Regions from separate parts of the Sus scrofa genome. Here region 2 is linked to region 1. A link is a contact called in public HiChIP or PLAC-seq data. All regions are on one chromosome and are shown on one strand. Each heading gives the region's core, a stretch centred on a gene start, on an enhancer-like site or on the middle of the called end of the contact. The rest is flanking DNA. Distances are from core to core; before and after follow the strand shown.

Region 1 (7,523 bases), core at 1,675-4,174:
CTTGGTGTGACTAAGGAAATGAAAAGTAGTGTGGCTGGAGTTTACTGAAGAAGAGGATGGTGCAAGATACACCAAGTAAAGCAGGAAAGAATCAAGTTATGTAGAATCTTGTAGGCTCTAATAAGGATTTTGAAATTTAATGTAATAAGCACTAGGTAATGGGAAATCCACTGAAGGTTTTTAAGCAGAGAAATGACATGTTACTGCTGAACGGAAAAGTGATATGGATTGTCTGGGTTTGGGGAAGGGAGTGAAAGGAGCAGGAATAGAAGAAATTAGGACAACCAGATATGAGAGTACTGAAATGATTCAGCTTAAAACACATTACAATAACAATAATGCCTACTAGCCATTTACTCTGTGCCATGTGCTTACCATGGTTATTTCATTTAATCCTCACAGCAATCCAATAAGGTGATTACTACTCCCATTTTACAGATGTGTATATAGGGAACCAGTAACACTAAGTCCAGGTGAAAGAGGATTGTGGCTTGAACTAGAAAAATGATACTGAAAATGTACAGAAATGGATTCAAGACATATAATGGAAATAGAATAAATAGAATCTGAAGAGGATATAGATACACGGGATGAGGACAAAATTAAGAATGGCTTTCAAGGAGTTCCTGCTATGGCTCAGAGGTAACAGACCTGACTAGTGTCCATGAGGACACGGGTTTTGACCCCTGGCCTTACCCACTAGGTTAAGGATCTGACGCTGCTATGAGCTGTGGTATAGGTCACAGATGCAACTTGGATCTGGCATTGCTGTGGCATAGGCTGGCAGCTACAGCTCCAATTCGACCCCTAGCCTGGGAACTTCCATATGCTTTGGGTACAGCCCTAAAAAGACCAAAAAAAAAAAAAAAAAAAAAGAATGGTTTTCAAGTTTCTAGGCTATGTGCATAGATAAATGGAGATAGCATTTTATGTAATGGAACACTGAATGAGAAAGCATTTGAGTATGGAGAGAAATAAACCTTTAGTTGTAGACATGTTCTACTGTAAATGTCTAAGAAAAAAAATCAAGTTGAGATGTCCAGCAGACAGTTGGCTACTTAGATCTTGAGCTGAAAACAAAAGGAAGACACTGGAAATAAATATTCTTAAGTCATCAATATACAGGTGCAATTTAAAGCTTAGGCTGGAAGGAAAACCTAAAAGGAGAACAAGATCTAAGACTGAACCCAGATACCCAAAATTAAACATCTCTTGCTACAATTATCAACTACTTTAATTCACCGGACTTTTCAGTCTTCATTCAATTTTACCTTTCAGCAGAATTCAACACTTTTTTTTTTTGGTTTTTTGTTTTTTGTTTTTTTTTGGCTTTTTAGGGCCACATCCATGGCATATGGAATTAGTAGGCTAGGGGTCCAATCGGAGCTGCAGCTGCAGGCCTACACCACAGCCACAGCAACGTGGGATCCAAACCTTCTCTGCAACCTACACCACAGCTCATAGCAATGCTGGATTCTTAACCCACTGAGTGAGGCCAGGGATGGAACCTGAGTCCTCATGGTTACTAGTCTGGGGTTCGTTACCGCTGAGCCACTATAGGAACTCCCGGAATTCAACACTACTGATAACTTCTTTCACCTTTTCTACAAAACTTGTACTCCTCTATCCAGCTACGAAATGCCAAGAATTCCTCAGTGCCCCATCCGAGGTCCCCTTCCTTTCTAGCACTGTACTCTTTTTAGGCAATTTCATCCACAACCAGAGCTTCAATTACTTTCAACATAACAGATATATACATATAGATATAGATATATATACATGCACGCACAGACCTGTATATAGTTATATACACACACATCTGCCTATATATCCACTCAGAACTCTATTCTGAGCGCAAACCCAGTATAATCAACTGCCTACTTGACATCCTCTGATAGCTTTTCCAGTTAGACATGTCGGATAGTGCCTCCACAAAATAGGCATTTACACAGAAACTACATTTTGAAAGGATTATAAAATTACTCCAGGCCAACTCTCCAGAAAGAGGATTTTGTCATCAATTATCTTTTCGTGTCATGACCTACAACGGGTAAACCTGACAATCTGATCCGATGGCTAAAGATGGGGAACAACCAACCAAAACCACGACAAAAATACAATTCATGCTTTTTAGTTAAGAGATGGTTAAGGGAGAGAAGATGAAGAATGGTCAATAGAATGAAACAGTATCATGTCCCAAGGCCTGATGGACGTGCGGCAACGGAAGTCACCTTAAGTGATAGCAGGCCTCGCTAAGGGGGGCGCAGCGGAGGACAGCCCCCAGCAAAAAGGAGCCAGGTTTGAGTTGCGGGGGGGAGCGAGTGACAGTAAAAGACCAGGTCAAAGGAGGGGGAAAGCCTGGGGGAAGACCCAAGTAGAGTACCTGTGAGGCCAGAGGGGGCGTCGCGGGGATGGGGGCGGGCTGAGCAGCAGCCGGACGAACTCCAGAGGAGTGAACGCCGAGTGGGCGGACCGCAAGGGGCGGGGGGTGGGGGGGCCAGGGTAAAACGGCTCTGTGGAGACGCTCGCCGGGCCCGCCTTACCTGTGCCCGCGAGTCCGGAGCGCCGGACAGGCCTGCCGGAAGCACGGAGTCCAAGCGGAGGGGGAGGAGCTGGGGGTAAGGAAGGAAGGGACACCAAACACGAAAGAGAGGGGCCGCTCACTCCCCCAGTCAGGGAGAGCGGCTGATGGCGGGAACTGTGACCACACGCAAACACGCACGCACGCACGCACACTCGACGCGACCAGACGAGGTGCGTGCGCGAAAGCCTGGAAACTCCGCCCCTCCTACGCCCTCGCCCCGCCCCAGCACCGAGGGAAATCTCGCAGAGGTAGCCCCGCCCCTGTACTGATCGTAGTACGCACGCGCACTATCCATCTCACGCACTTTGCACCGCCCACCATTTCCCTCCGCGTCAGCCCTGTTGGGCATGCGCACTACTTGTCCCCTCCAGACTGCCGGGTTTTTCCCGCCCTTTACTGGCCTCTGGAGGAGGCTCAGAGTTCACGCCCCTCTATGGGGATACCTGCTCCGAGCCGGGGAATGCGAGGACTAGTAGGTGGCAGACGTCCTTCTGGTCCTGAATCTTAAGGGACAAAGGATAAACTCTAGGACTGTTAACTCTTTGGAGAGCTGAGAGGCGGGAAGAGGTAGTGTGGGAGGGGTCAGAGGTGAAAGGTCAGAGGGCTGCGAAGGGGGCGGAGCGAGCCGGAGGCGGATGGCGGCTGCGGCGGCTCATCATCTTTGGCGGCAGAGGCGCTGAAGCTGGGACGCGAGTCCGGCGCGTCCGGCAGTTGGAGGAGAGCGGCGGCCGCTCCCAACATGCACAGTCTGGCGACGGCTGCGGTAAGTGCCCGGGCCGCCAGGCCTGGGGCCCAGAAGCCTTCCTTAACCCCGCGTTTCGGCCTTCTTTTCCAGCTCCCTGTCTCGGTCCGGGAGTCCTGCTCCTCCTGCCCTCAACCCGCGAGGCCCGGGCCTCCCTCCTCGCCGCGCTTGGCTGTGGCGGAGCAGGCCCCCGCTTTCCTCGCCGGCCGGCTCTCGCGGCCTCTGGCGTGCCGCGTAGTGCGTTCTTTTCAGGCCCCGGGGCCTGGTCCCGCGGCCAGAGCGCCTCCTTCGCAGCCCCGACCCGCCATTCATTGATTCATTTGCTTGACCAACAGTTTCAGGGCGTCAGTTGCGTGCTTGGCGTCGGCGGAGCGAGGGGAGTTCCGCAGTTTGTCTGACATGACCCATGCTGTCGAAACTCCCAGCCTAGGCACATCGCGGCGGGGAGGAAATGGCTTTTAGCTCATGCCACTTGCTTTACAGATGCAAAATCCGAGACCCGGAGAAGTGAACAGTTACTACGTTTGACTTTCGATTCTCTGAGATTACAACCTTTTTTCACATCTCGTTTTACCAGCGTGATCTTTCACCAAGAAAAACAGTGTAAATCAACCTGCCTGAAGTAATCCTATGGCTTCCCATTGCATTGAGATAATATCCAGACTCCTTGCCTCGGCCTACAAGGTCCTCCCTGAACGTTATGTTCCTGACCCTCGTTTTCAGTCTCTTGTCACTGCTCCGCAGGCTCCAGCTACACTGGCCTCAGTTCCATCTTTTCTCCCTATGCTTTTACACTCCAGCTTGCACCTTCTGATCTCTATTCCTAGAATGCTCTCTCTCTCACACACACACATACTCACACACAGACACTCCCCCACCTCCTTCCTTTGCTATAGATGTCGGCTTCTCTTCCTCAGGTCTCTATCTCAGTCTCCTTGCCTGACCACCCTATTTGAAGTAGTTCTGGTAGTTTCGTTTGTGGCTCAGCGGGTTAAGAACCCAACAGAGTGTCCATGAGGATGCAGGTTCGATCCTCGGCCTCCCTCAGTGAGTTGAGAATCCGGCGTAACAGCAAGCTGCAGTGGAGGTGTCAGAGCGGCTCAGCTTCTGCGCTTGCCGTGGCTGTGGTGTAGGCCAGCAGCTGAAGTTCCAATCGGACCCCTTGCCCGGGAACTTCCAGATGCTGCAGGTGCAGCCTAAAATGAATGAATGAATAAATAAAGTAGTTCTGTAACCCCCAACTTTTCTCTGTTAGAGTACTCACCCTTCACAGAATTGATCCCAATTTGTAATTTGTGTGTTCATTTGCTTATTTGATATTTGTCCCCCGTTTGAGAGGATACATGGGGTCATGTGGGTCCTGTTTGTTTGGTTACCCTGATGCCAGGACAGTTCCTGGCACAAAGTTAGGGCTCAAATACTTTGGTGAATGATGGTGTCGATGAGGGAGACGACTACTGAGAGCAGAGAGCCGTTGTGGGAAAATGGGATCGTATGATTTGAGCGCGCTCTTCTGAATGCCCGTTCCACTTTAGTTTCACGAGGGTGAAGTGGCTTAAGGCAAGGGTAATGTACTGAAGTTGCATTACCAGGAAAAATGATATAAATCCTAACTAGAGAACCAAAAAATTGCCTAAACTTTAAATATAAAAAATGGAAAGGTGAACTGAGTGCAGCTTTGGACTATGGCTATGGACAACATTGTCATCTCCAGGGCCTATGACATCTCTGCCTCCTGAGCTCTCAATTAGGTGATTGCAATTTCCTCAGCTTTTTGGTGTCTTCTTCTTCTCCCAAATTATATGTATAATTTGTATAATTCTGGAAGAAGCCAGTCAGAAGATGAGGTTGCTGCTTGTAGGAGAGGGGCAAGTTAAACAAGGGATGCTTGTCCTTCTCCAAAATTTGATTGTATCTTTTCTAGGCTTTGATAGCTGGTCTTTCCCCTGTGCCTCCCCCAAGTCTACCTATTCAATTTCTTTTCTTTTCAGTTGCTCTCTAGTACATCTTTTGAATGGCCATTAAAGTTGTACTTCTCTACTTATAATGAGTACTCAACACGTTTCTTCGGTTAAATTTACAATGCCTTGCCTTTAGTTAAAAATTGAGTTTTTAGGTACACTTTCACCGGTTACGCTGTTTGGATCACGCAGAAGCTCTAACAAGTTTCTTTGTACCACTCATTCGCTAGACTCTTTGGTTGGTGAGGAGACTAAAGCATAGAAAAGTTGAGCCAGGAGTTCCCGTTGTGGCGCAGTGGTTAGCGAATCCCAACTAGGAACCATGAAGTTGTGGGTTTGATCCCTGCCCTTGCTCAGTGGGTTAAGGATCCGGCGTTGCCGTGAGCTGTGGTGTAGGTCACAGACACGCTCAGATCCCGCGCTGCTGTGGCTCTGGCATAGGCTAGCAGCTACAGCTCCGATTCGACCTCTAGCCTGGGAACCTCCATATGCCAAGGGAGTGGCCCAAGAAATGGCAAAAAGACAGGAAAAAAAAAAAAAGAAAGAAAGAAAAGTTGAACCAATTCTTAATGCTTTCCATTAGGCGAAACTGCCTGTATGATTCTGATCTGGATAAAGGGACACTAATGGTGCATAACACGCACTAAAAACTGAAAAGCGTTGATAATATATGCAACAATGCCTGTAATAATCTAAATGGCTTGGGGAGATGCTTACTTTTTGCTTAATGATGAAAATTTGTGTTTATATGCACCTTTGTTTCTTTAAGTAACAAGTAAATCATCATTTCAGCTAGGAAGATAGTACTATCAAAGGAGAATATGATCATCAGTGAATGCAGGATGTTACTCACTAGATGGAGGAACTGAGATAATTTGGAAAATATCTTACATTTTGACTCTTCCTTTTAGTATTTTATTATGCCAGCAATTCATAGTATAATGGACTCCGATCATTCTTTCTAGAATATACCCTAACATCTTCATTATTGCAATCACATAGTATAATTTCTTTCTTATGTCTATTAAACAAGGACAGAAATACCACAAAGATTGTGTTAAATAAGAATAAGATCAGACTACTTGCTCCCAGACCTCAGCCTTGGGACTCTAATTCTTGCCTCAGCAAATTAACAAATCACTTGTTATGAACCTTGGAGGTTGCTTCAGCTTTATGAAACCACAAATCCTCACATACCATGGGTCTTCTGTAATGAATGTTATGCTGGTGATCTAAATAGCCAAAGGTAGAATTCCTGTCCTGGCTCAGTGGAAATGAATCTGACTAGTAACCATAAGGACAAAGGTTTAATCCCTGGCCTCTCTCAGTGGGTTAAGGATCTGGGTTGCATGGCTGTGGCATAGGCCTCAGCTGCAGGTCCAGTTCGACCCCTAGCCCAGGAACTTCCATATGCCATAGGTGCATCCATAAAAAGAAAATAGAATATATATATGAGGATAATTAAGGCAATTTAGTGTTTCCCTTAGGCACTGTTTGTATGTATGTGTGTGTCTGTCTATCTGTCTTTTTAGGGCCACACCAGTGGCATATGGAGGTTCCCAGGCTAGGGGTAAATTAGAGCTGTAGGCGCTGTTCTATGCCACAACCACAGCAACACCAGATCCAAGCTGCATCTGCAGCCTACACCACAGCTCATGGCAACACCAGATCCTTAACCTACTGAGAGGGGCCAGGGATTGAACCTGCGTCCTCACAGATACTAGTCAGGTTCATTTCACTGAGCCACACGGGAACTCCCCTTTGGGACTATTAAGAAAATGTGTTTTCTTAGGATATCATCATTATGGGGACACCCAAAGCCACGTGTTGAGTAATCTCCAGACTTGGGGAAATAATCTCTATTTTAATCTAATTCCATTTTTTTCTGTATTCACTGTCACATATTCATTAAGAGGAAAACCAACAATTGTTTTGGTCCTTGAACATAAAATTGTATTGATAGACTTGGCTATTTTATGTTTAAGAAGAGCCATCAAAAATAGTTTTTTTAATTTACTCAAGTGGGGGAAATCATTTCCCATTTGTGGGTAAATGTGGGTCTTTTTTTAAGTTCTAAATAGCTTTCTCCTTTTCACATCGTGTTAAGATTTGGTAGAAATAGAAAACCAACCAACAGAACCCTGTGTTTGTGACACTTGGAGTTAACCATTGGTGACTCACTTTGATAAATGTCTTGCCTGTGTTAAGCTTTGTTGAAGGAAAAAAGTTACTTGAG
Region 2 (7,523 bases), core at 3,014-5,513, 300 kb after region 1:
CTTGTACCATCTTCAGCATCATCAGTCTAGAGCCTTTTTCCTGGAGGCTGATAATCTCCAGATCGTTTAGCTGTTTTTCCAGGTTTTTTTTCTTGCTCCCTTATCTGAGTTATACGTCTCTGCCTTTTCATTTTTATAGGTTTTTGGTGTGGTCTCCTTTTTTGCAGACAATGGTGTTATAGCCTCTTACTTCTGATGTCCGCCCCCCCTTGTGGCTAAAGTTGGTAGAGGGCTTGCTGTAGGCTTCCTGATGGGAGGGGCTGGTGCCTTCCCACTGGTAGTGGGGCTGATTCCTATCTCTCTGTTGGGTGGGGCTTTGTTTCTGGGCGAGATTAGAGGCAGCTGTGTGCCTGGAGGGTGTTTAGGTGAGCTCTGTACTGATGGGTGGGGCTGTGATCCCACCTGGAATTATTGTTTGGCCTGGGGCTTCTCAGCACTGATGGTGGGGCCAGACTTCCCAAAATGGCTACCTCTAGAAGAACACATGCTGATGAATATTCCCGAGATCTTTGCCTCCAACGTCCCTCCCCAACAACGAGCCACAGTCACCCCCTGTTTTTTGGGGAGATCCTCCAAGAACTTCAGTCAGGTCTGACCCAGATTCCTATAGAGCCTCTGCTTTGCCCTGGGACCCTATGCACATGAAAGCCTGTGTGCACCTTTCAAGAATGGGGTCTCCATTGCCCCCAGTCCCATGGAGCTCCTGCACACAAGCCCCATTGGCCTTCAATGCCAGATGCTCCAGGAGCTCTTTTTCCCAATGCCAGATCCCAGGTGTGGGAACCTGATGTGGGGCTCAGAACTATCACTCCTGCAGGTGAGTCTCTGTGATACAGTTACTTTCCAGTCTGTGAGCTTCCCACCCAGAAGGTGTGGGATTGCTTATATCATATAATCGTCCCTCCTACCTCTTAATGTGGCTTCCTCTTTGTCTTCTGGAGTAGGTTATCTTTTTGAAAGCTTCCAGTCCATTTGGTTGAAGGTTGTTCAGAATTTGGCTGTGATTTTGTTGTTTTTATGAGAGAAGGTGAGCTCCAGTCCTTCTATTCTGCCATCTTAATCCCATCTCCCCACCTCTACCACCTTTCTTTCACACACAATGACTCTACCTCTGGGGCCTATAAATTTGCTGGCTCTCCCCTTGCCCCCCAGTCTACCTTCTTCAGGAAACCCCATTCCATCATCTGGCACATGTCCAATGCCAATAATAGACTAAGTTTTCTCCTGTAGAGCCCCTTGTAGTATGCAAGTCCTAGTTTACCTAGAGGCACAGAGGGCCTTTGAGAAGAGTCTGGGCTCAACAGAGCTTCTGATCTGCCCAGCCAACAGTGTCACACTACCTGTGTAATTTTCAGCAAATCACTTACTTTCTTTGAGCCTTGATTTCTGCATTTCTAAAATGGCTAAAGCAGTGCTAAGGGGAAATACATAGCACTAATAAGTTAGAAAAGGGGGGAGGAGGACTAAGGGAAAGATTTTTTTTCAGTGATAGAGAAAGATATTCAGGGAGGAGTTCCATCGTGGTGCAGTGGAAACGAATCCGACTAAGAAACATGAGGTTGCAGGTTCTATCCCTGGCCTCGCTCAGTGGGTTAAGGATCTGGCATTGCTGTAGATGTGGTGTAGGCCAGCAGCAACTGCTCTGATTAGACCCTTTGCCTGGGAAACTCCATATGCTGCAATGCAGCCCCAAAAAGACAAAAGCAAAAAAAAAAAAAAAAAAAAAAAAAGATATTCAGGGAGTCCCATGGTGTCTCAGTGGGTTAAGGATCCAGCATTGCTACTGCTGTGGCCCAGGTTGCTGTTGTGGCTCAAGTTTGACAGGAAAGAAAGAAAGGAAGGAAGGAAGAAAGAAAAAGAAAGAAAGAACATATTGTTAAATGGAAGAAGCAAGAGGCAAAGTGGTATACAGTATCCTACCTTTTGTATAAGAAAGGGACCCCACCCCCCACTTTTTGGTCTTTTTAGGGCCACACCTGCAGCATATGGAAGTTCCCAGGCTAGGGGTTGAATCAGAGTTGCAGCTGCTAGCCTATACCATAGCTCACAGCAACACCAGATCCTTAACACACTGAGCAAGGCTAGGGATTAAACCAGAGTCCTCATGGATACTAGCTGGGTTTGTTACCACTAAGCCACCGACAGGAATTTCTGGGATCCCACTCTTTTTCTTTTTCTTTCTTTCTTTGTTTCCTCTTTTTAGGGCCACACCCATGGCACTGGACATTCCCAGGCTAAGGACTGAATCAGAGCTGTAGCTGCCAACCTACACCACAGCCACAGCAACGCCAGACCCAAGTCTCATCTGCAAACTACACCACAACTCATGGCAACACTGGATCCCTGAACCACTGAGCAAGGCCAGGAATCATACCTGCATCTTCATGTGTACTAGTCAGATTCGTTTCTGATGCGCCACAAAAGGAACTCCTAGAATTCCCCCTTCTTATTGTTTGATTCTGTACAAAGAAACACTGGCAGGATAGATGAAACAATAAAAGTTTATTATGGGATTTGGCAGAAGATGGGCTAGGGGAGGAATGGGGAGGTAAGAAAGTGGGGTAGAGGGGGACAAAGTGGGAGGATGACTTCCATGCATATTTTGTAGTATTGCCTCAATTTTTTGAAGCTTATAACATGCTACCCATTCAAAAGAACAAAACATTTTTGACTTTTAAAATGTTAAGCATAAGAATCAAATAAAACTGGCCCGTAATCTCCAACAGATAATCCCTGTTGACATTCAAAAAAAAAAAAAAAAAAAAAAACAAGTCACACGCAGTTAGAAAATTCCAAGGTAGGAGTTCCCGTCGTGGCGCAGTGGTTAACAAATCCGACTAGGAACCATGAGGTTTCGGGTTCGATCCCTGCCACTTGCTCAGTGGGTTAAGGATCCGGCTTTGCCATGAGCTATGGTGTGTGTGGCAGACGTGGCTCGGATTCTGAGTTGCTGTGGCTCTGGCGTAGGCCGGTGGCTATAGCTCCGATTAGACCCCTAGCCTGGGAATCTCCATATGCCGTGGGAGTGGCCCTAGAAATAGCAAAAAGACAAAAAAAAAAAAAAAAAGAAAATTCCAAGGTAGTACACAGAGAGATAAAATTGAAAAGTTAATCTCCATTTCCCATTATCTGTTAAACAATTTCTTGGGGAGTTTCCTGGTTATCTAGTGGTTGGACTCAGTGCTTTCACCGGGGCAGCTGGGTTTTGATCCCTGGTCTAGGAACTGAGATCCCTTATCAAACCACTGCCTACCACTACCTACCTTGGGAAAAAAAAAAAAAAAAACCCACAAAAAAAACAGCTTCTTGTGTTTCCTTCTGGAAATTTACCCATATATAAGATTTATCCTGGGGCACTGTTCTTGTATTCTTCATTAACAATCTTGACACCATCAATATATGTAGAGATTTTGTATCTTATGGTAGTATTTGCTATAATATAGGTATTTATTTCCTCATTGACAATTAGGCTGTTTCTAGCTTTTTTTTTTTCACCATTACCAATAATGTGCTAATGAGTTGCTTAAATGTCTCATTTTTAATTTTTAAACTTCACTCTTAGATGAGGTAAAAATGATGCATTTGGGTATCCTATAGAACACGAAAGTTTCCCATGATTCTACATTTCTTTTTCTCAAGGATTTTAAATTTTTTTGGGGGGGAGAGACTAATTTCCAACACCCACCCAAAAATGGAGGCTCCTAAGGGAAAGAGGTGCTGGAATGGAATGTTGTTTTTGAACAGCAACTGGTTGCTCTCTAATTGCTATTAACCCAGAGTGATAAAGTGCCCTGCCCAGAGCCAAGCTGGGACACTGCTCACTCGCCCTGTGCCCATACAGAGTTCTTTCTCCTGAGAGGCCCTGGCCCTCCATTTGGGTACCCTCCCTTGGGTACCCACCCTATCTCTTTTGGAAGCTGCCACTCTTTCTGTTCCAGTGTGGCACTCTCCACCCTCTACCGGAGGGTCTGAAGGTTGCCTCCAATCTGCTCCTTAGGGTCTGGCGCCCTCTGCTGGTCCTGATGATTACACTGCAATGGTTAAAGAACCACCTGCCCTGCCCTAAACTTAGAGCTCTTTCATTTTGACCCCAAAATCACATGGGGAAAGTGAGGCAACAAATGGGGACCTGACTTGCTCAAGAACACAGAGCAAATAAGCTCTTTGGACCTGAACTTACGCCTTCTGACCTTTCTTCCAGCACAACGTCCAATGCACCATTGGTGGAAGGAATGAGGAGGGCAGGATCTGGCAGACTGGACTCCTAGGCTGAGAAAGTCCACCTCACACACATATCCCCAGGAGCTCTCTGGAACTCCTCGTCAGGCAGAGGACCTCTCAATTGGATGGAGTTAATGTTAGCTGGACTTGTCTACACTGTACGCTCGGCCAGTGGCCCTACCGCCCTCTCTGGGACGCCTCTTTTTTCCCACCAGAGGATAGATGGGTTTAATAATGCCCTAGGCATAGGCTGTGCTTCCCCAAACACCATCATTTGAAGCTTCCTTCACAGATGTTTTCTTTTTTGTCTTTTTAGGGCCACACCCAAGGCATATGGATGTTCCCAGGCTAGGGGTGAATCAGAACCACAGGCTCCCGCCTACGGCTCTACGCCATAGCCACAGCAACACCAGAACCAAACTGCAACTGCAACCTACACTGCAGCTTGTGGCAAGGCTGGATCATTAACCCACTGAGTGAGGTCAGGGATCAAACCCATATCCTCATGGATACTGGTCGATTTCTTAACCCACTGAACCGCAAGGGGAACTCCAACACAAATTTAGTCACATCCACGTGCCACCTAGGCTGCCATTTACCTAATACTTTTCTTTAAATTGCCTCATTTTAAACTTAAAATCTGGATTTCCCCTAGTGGCTCAGCAGAACAAACCCGACTAGTACCCAGAAGGATGAGGGTTCGATCCTTGGCCCGCTCAGTGGGTTGGGGATTCAGCGTTGCTGTGAGCTGCGGTGTAGGATCTGGCTTGGATCTGACATTTCTGTGGCTGTGGTGTAGGTCAGCAGCTGCAGTTCCGATTCGACTCCTAGCTTGGGAACTTCTGTATGCAGGGGGTGCGGCCCTAAAAATAAATAAATAAACTTAAAATCCCAGGAAATGCATCACCTTCTCCTGGAATGATGACTTAGAGATGCATCTGTTTCCCTAGGATTGTCTTTGAGTTCTTGCTGTCTTCATTTAGTGCAAGAAGACTTGATCTTCACCTTGAATTATTCACTTAAAATAACAACCATTCCTAGGGGATGAACACCTGGTATGTTTCAGGTATTGGCCTTACTCTGTCTTCACTACATCTCTGTGGGGGTAGGTACTAGTCTCATGGGAAGTCAGGGCGCAGACAGACTAGTTATTTGAATTTGATTACATTCTACTTCCAAAGCCAACTGATGTGGACTTGCGGGTCTTTTTTGTTTGGTTGGTTGGTTGCACCCACGGCATGCAGAAGTTCCCAGCCAGCGAATGATCTTGGACCACTGTAGTGTCAATGCCAGGTCCTTTAACTGCTAGGTCATCAGGAAACTCTGACTTGCTTGTCTTTTGAAATTAAGAGTAAAATGATTCAGGGAGTTCCCTGGTGGCTCAGTGGGTTAAGAATTCAGCTTTGTCGCTGCTGTGGCGCAGGTTTGATCCCTGGCCCAGGAACTTCTGCATGCCTTGGGTGTAGCCAAAACAAAATAAAGTGAAAGTAAAATGATGCAAAGCTATAGTTAAGAAGTAATGACCAGGACAGCGTCTGGGCTATGGAAGCACTCAGTGTGCCAGGGAAGGCAGACAGCAGGCATGAGTACAGCGGGGTAGGGTGTGTGTTAGAGGCAGGCACAAGGTAGGAATACAGGTAGGATCAGAGAAATGGGGGCCAAAGTCCAAGGGGTGATGGCAGAGGGAAGAGATGGAATGTGTAAGAAGGGCATTCTGGGCCTCGCTTTCTGGTGCCATAGGGAATGTCATTGGCCCAGCTGGGTATCCTGTGGCCCCTTCTGATCACTTACAGGCCATTCAGTGACATGCTCTCCATCGGAGCCCTTGATGGGGAGGCTCTGCCTGGGGCCTTCTGCTGGGGTAGTGCTGCGTCACTACAGGATAGGCAAGGAGGGCGATGTTAAGGATGCAGGCAGAATCACAAGCTGGACTCATAGCTTTGTTGCTCAATGACCATGACTTTGACCTCAGTTTTCTCCTCTGCCAAATGCCCCATAGCAAACACAGAGATGCTTCCCTTCATGGAAAGATGTGCTGCCCATCTACAGGGAGTGGGGTAGCAGTGTTGAGCTAGCAGCTCCTTAGGGGTCAGAAAACCCACTCTCCCATTCTCGGGGCTGCCCACGTGTCTGATGACTGAGTGAAGTAGGCGTGTAAAGGCTCAGCCATTTTAACCCAGTGAGGGGCACCCTGGTGGGCAAAACCCCCTGCAGAGCTCAAGGCGCCTGTGCGGATGGAGGCTTTGTCCAGTCTGCATCACTCTTCAACTTTGCCTCTACCCAATGCTGCTCCCGTCCCCTCCTTTTCTTTCACAGGGGCTGGCTGCCAATGAACCCCTTGCACCCCACACTCCATCTCAGCATCTACCTCTGGTGAACCCCATCTGTGACGTGGCCATTTCACACACTCAGGACAAAGGAGGCGGTTCTGATGAAAGGACGGTGGGTGTGACTCCAAGTGTGAGAATCATCCGGCTCATGAGAACCTAGCTTCTAGCCAGGCTGACATTCATTTTTGGTGGAGGCACTGGAGGCAGTTAGGCAGAGGGTTGAGTGACAGTCCCACTGTCTGCTCTGGCCCTCAGAGAACCAGGGCAAATGCCTGAAGACATAGGGGCTGAGGGGCAATGGAGGAAACTGCCCCGAGAGAGAATGATGCTGAGGAAGATGGCCAATATTTCAGGCACTGCATCATCTTAGTTAAGAGCTCCGAAGACATTTCTTGAACATATACTACATGTGAGATCTTGTGCTACGGATGAAAAGTTTTGGAGAAAATCTCAGGGGAGTTCCCGTCATGGCACAGTGGAAATGAATCCGACCATGGGGATGCAGGTTTGATCCCTGGCCTCACTCAGTGGGTTAAGGAACCAGCATTGCCGTGAGCTGCAGTATAGGTTGCAGATATGGCTCGGATCTGGTGTTGCCGTGACTGTGGCACAGGCTGGCAGCTGTAGCTCTGATTAGACCCCTAGGCCTGGGAACCTCCATATGCCGAGGGTGCAGCCCTAAGAAAAGCAAAAAAAAAAAAAATGGCAAGACAAGACAAGAAAAGCCTCAGGGACTGTCTCTGACCCTGACTGTCCTCAAGAGATAGTCCCCAGTCCCATGAGCTGTGGACATTTCCCTAATCATTTCTCTCCTTATTTGATTTCCTTTCACTGCATCTCTGGATCCTCTATAATAAAAATAAGCTTTGGCCAAAGAGTAAATGAATAAGCAGAAAACTCAAAATGCTTCTTCAACATTGAATAACATCGATCCCGTGTAAGATTTTTTAAATCCTCTTCTGATCCTTACTG

The links. HiChIP or PLAC-seq counts read pairs in DNA pulled down with a chosen protein or histone mark.
Region 2: an H3K27ac HiChIP or PLAC-seq map of alveolar macrophages shows a contact between it and region 1. The contact joins the enhancer-like site here to the promoter of CNOT9 in region 1. A contact is called at or near these places in 2 of 5 promoter capture datasets (fetal liver and liver), 3 of 47 Hi-C or Micro-C datasets (embryonic fibroblasts, heart right ventricle and liver) and 2 of 2 datasets of contacts at active chromatin or transcription factors (alveolar macrophages and skeletal muscle).

The regions. Positions count from the first base shown.
Region 1 is chr15:120,587,430-120,594,952 of Sscrofa11.1, forward strand. CNOT9 (cell differentiation protein RCD1 homolog) reads left to right here and starts at 2,925. Exons shown (of 9, transcript XM_001925220.5): 1 at 2,925-3,347. The coding sequence starts at 3,324. USP37 (ubiquitin carboxyl-terminal hydrolase 37) reads right to left here and starts at 2,801. Exons shown (of 24, transcript XM_003133658.6): 1 at 2,544-2,801.
Region 2 is chr15:120,885,553-120,893,075 of Sscrofa11.1, forward strand. No RefSeq gene overlaps it. Among named protein-coding and RNA genes, the nearest start is that of WNT6, 12 kb to the right of the region's middle. Within about 2 kb of position 4,264, at least 7 of the 83 cell types and tissues checked have an H3K27ac peak or open chromatin away from gene starts, as enhancers often do. A contact at or near this core is called in alveolar macrophages, where this site is marked.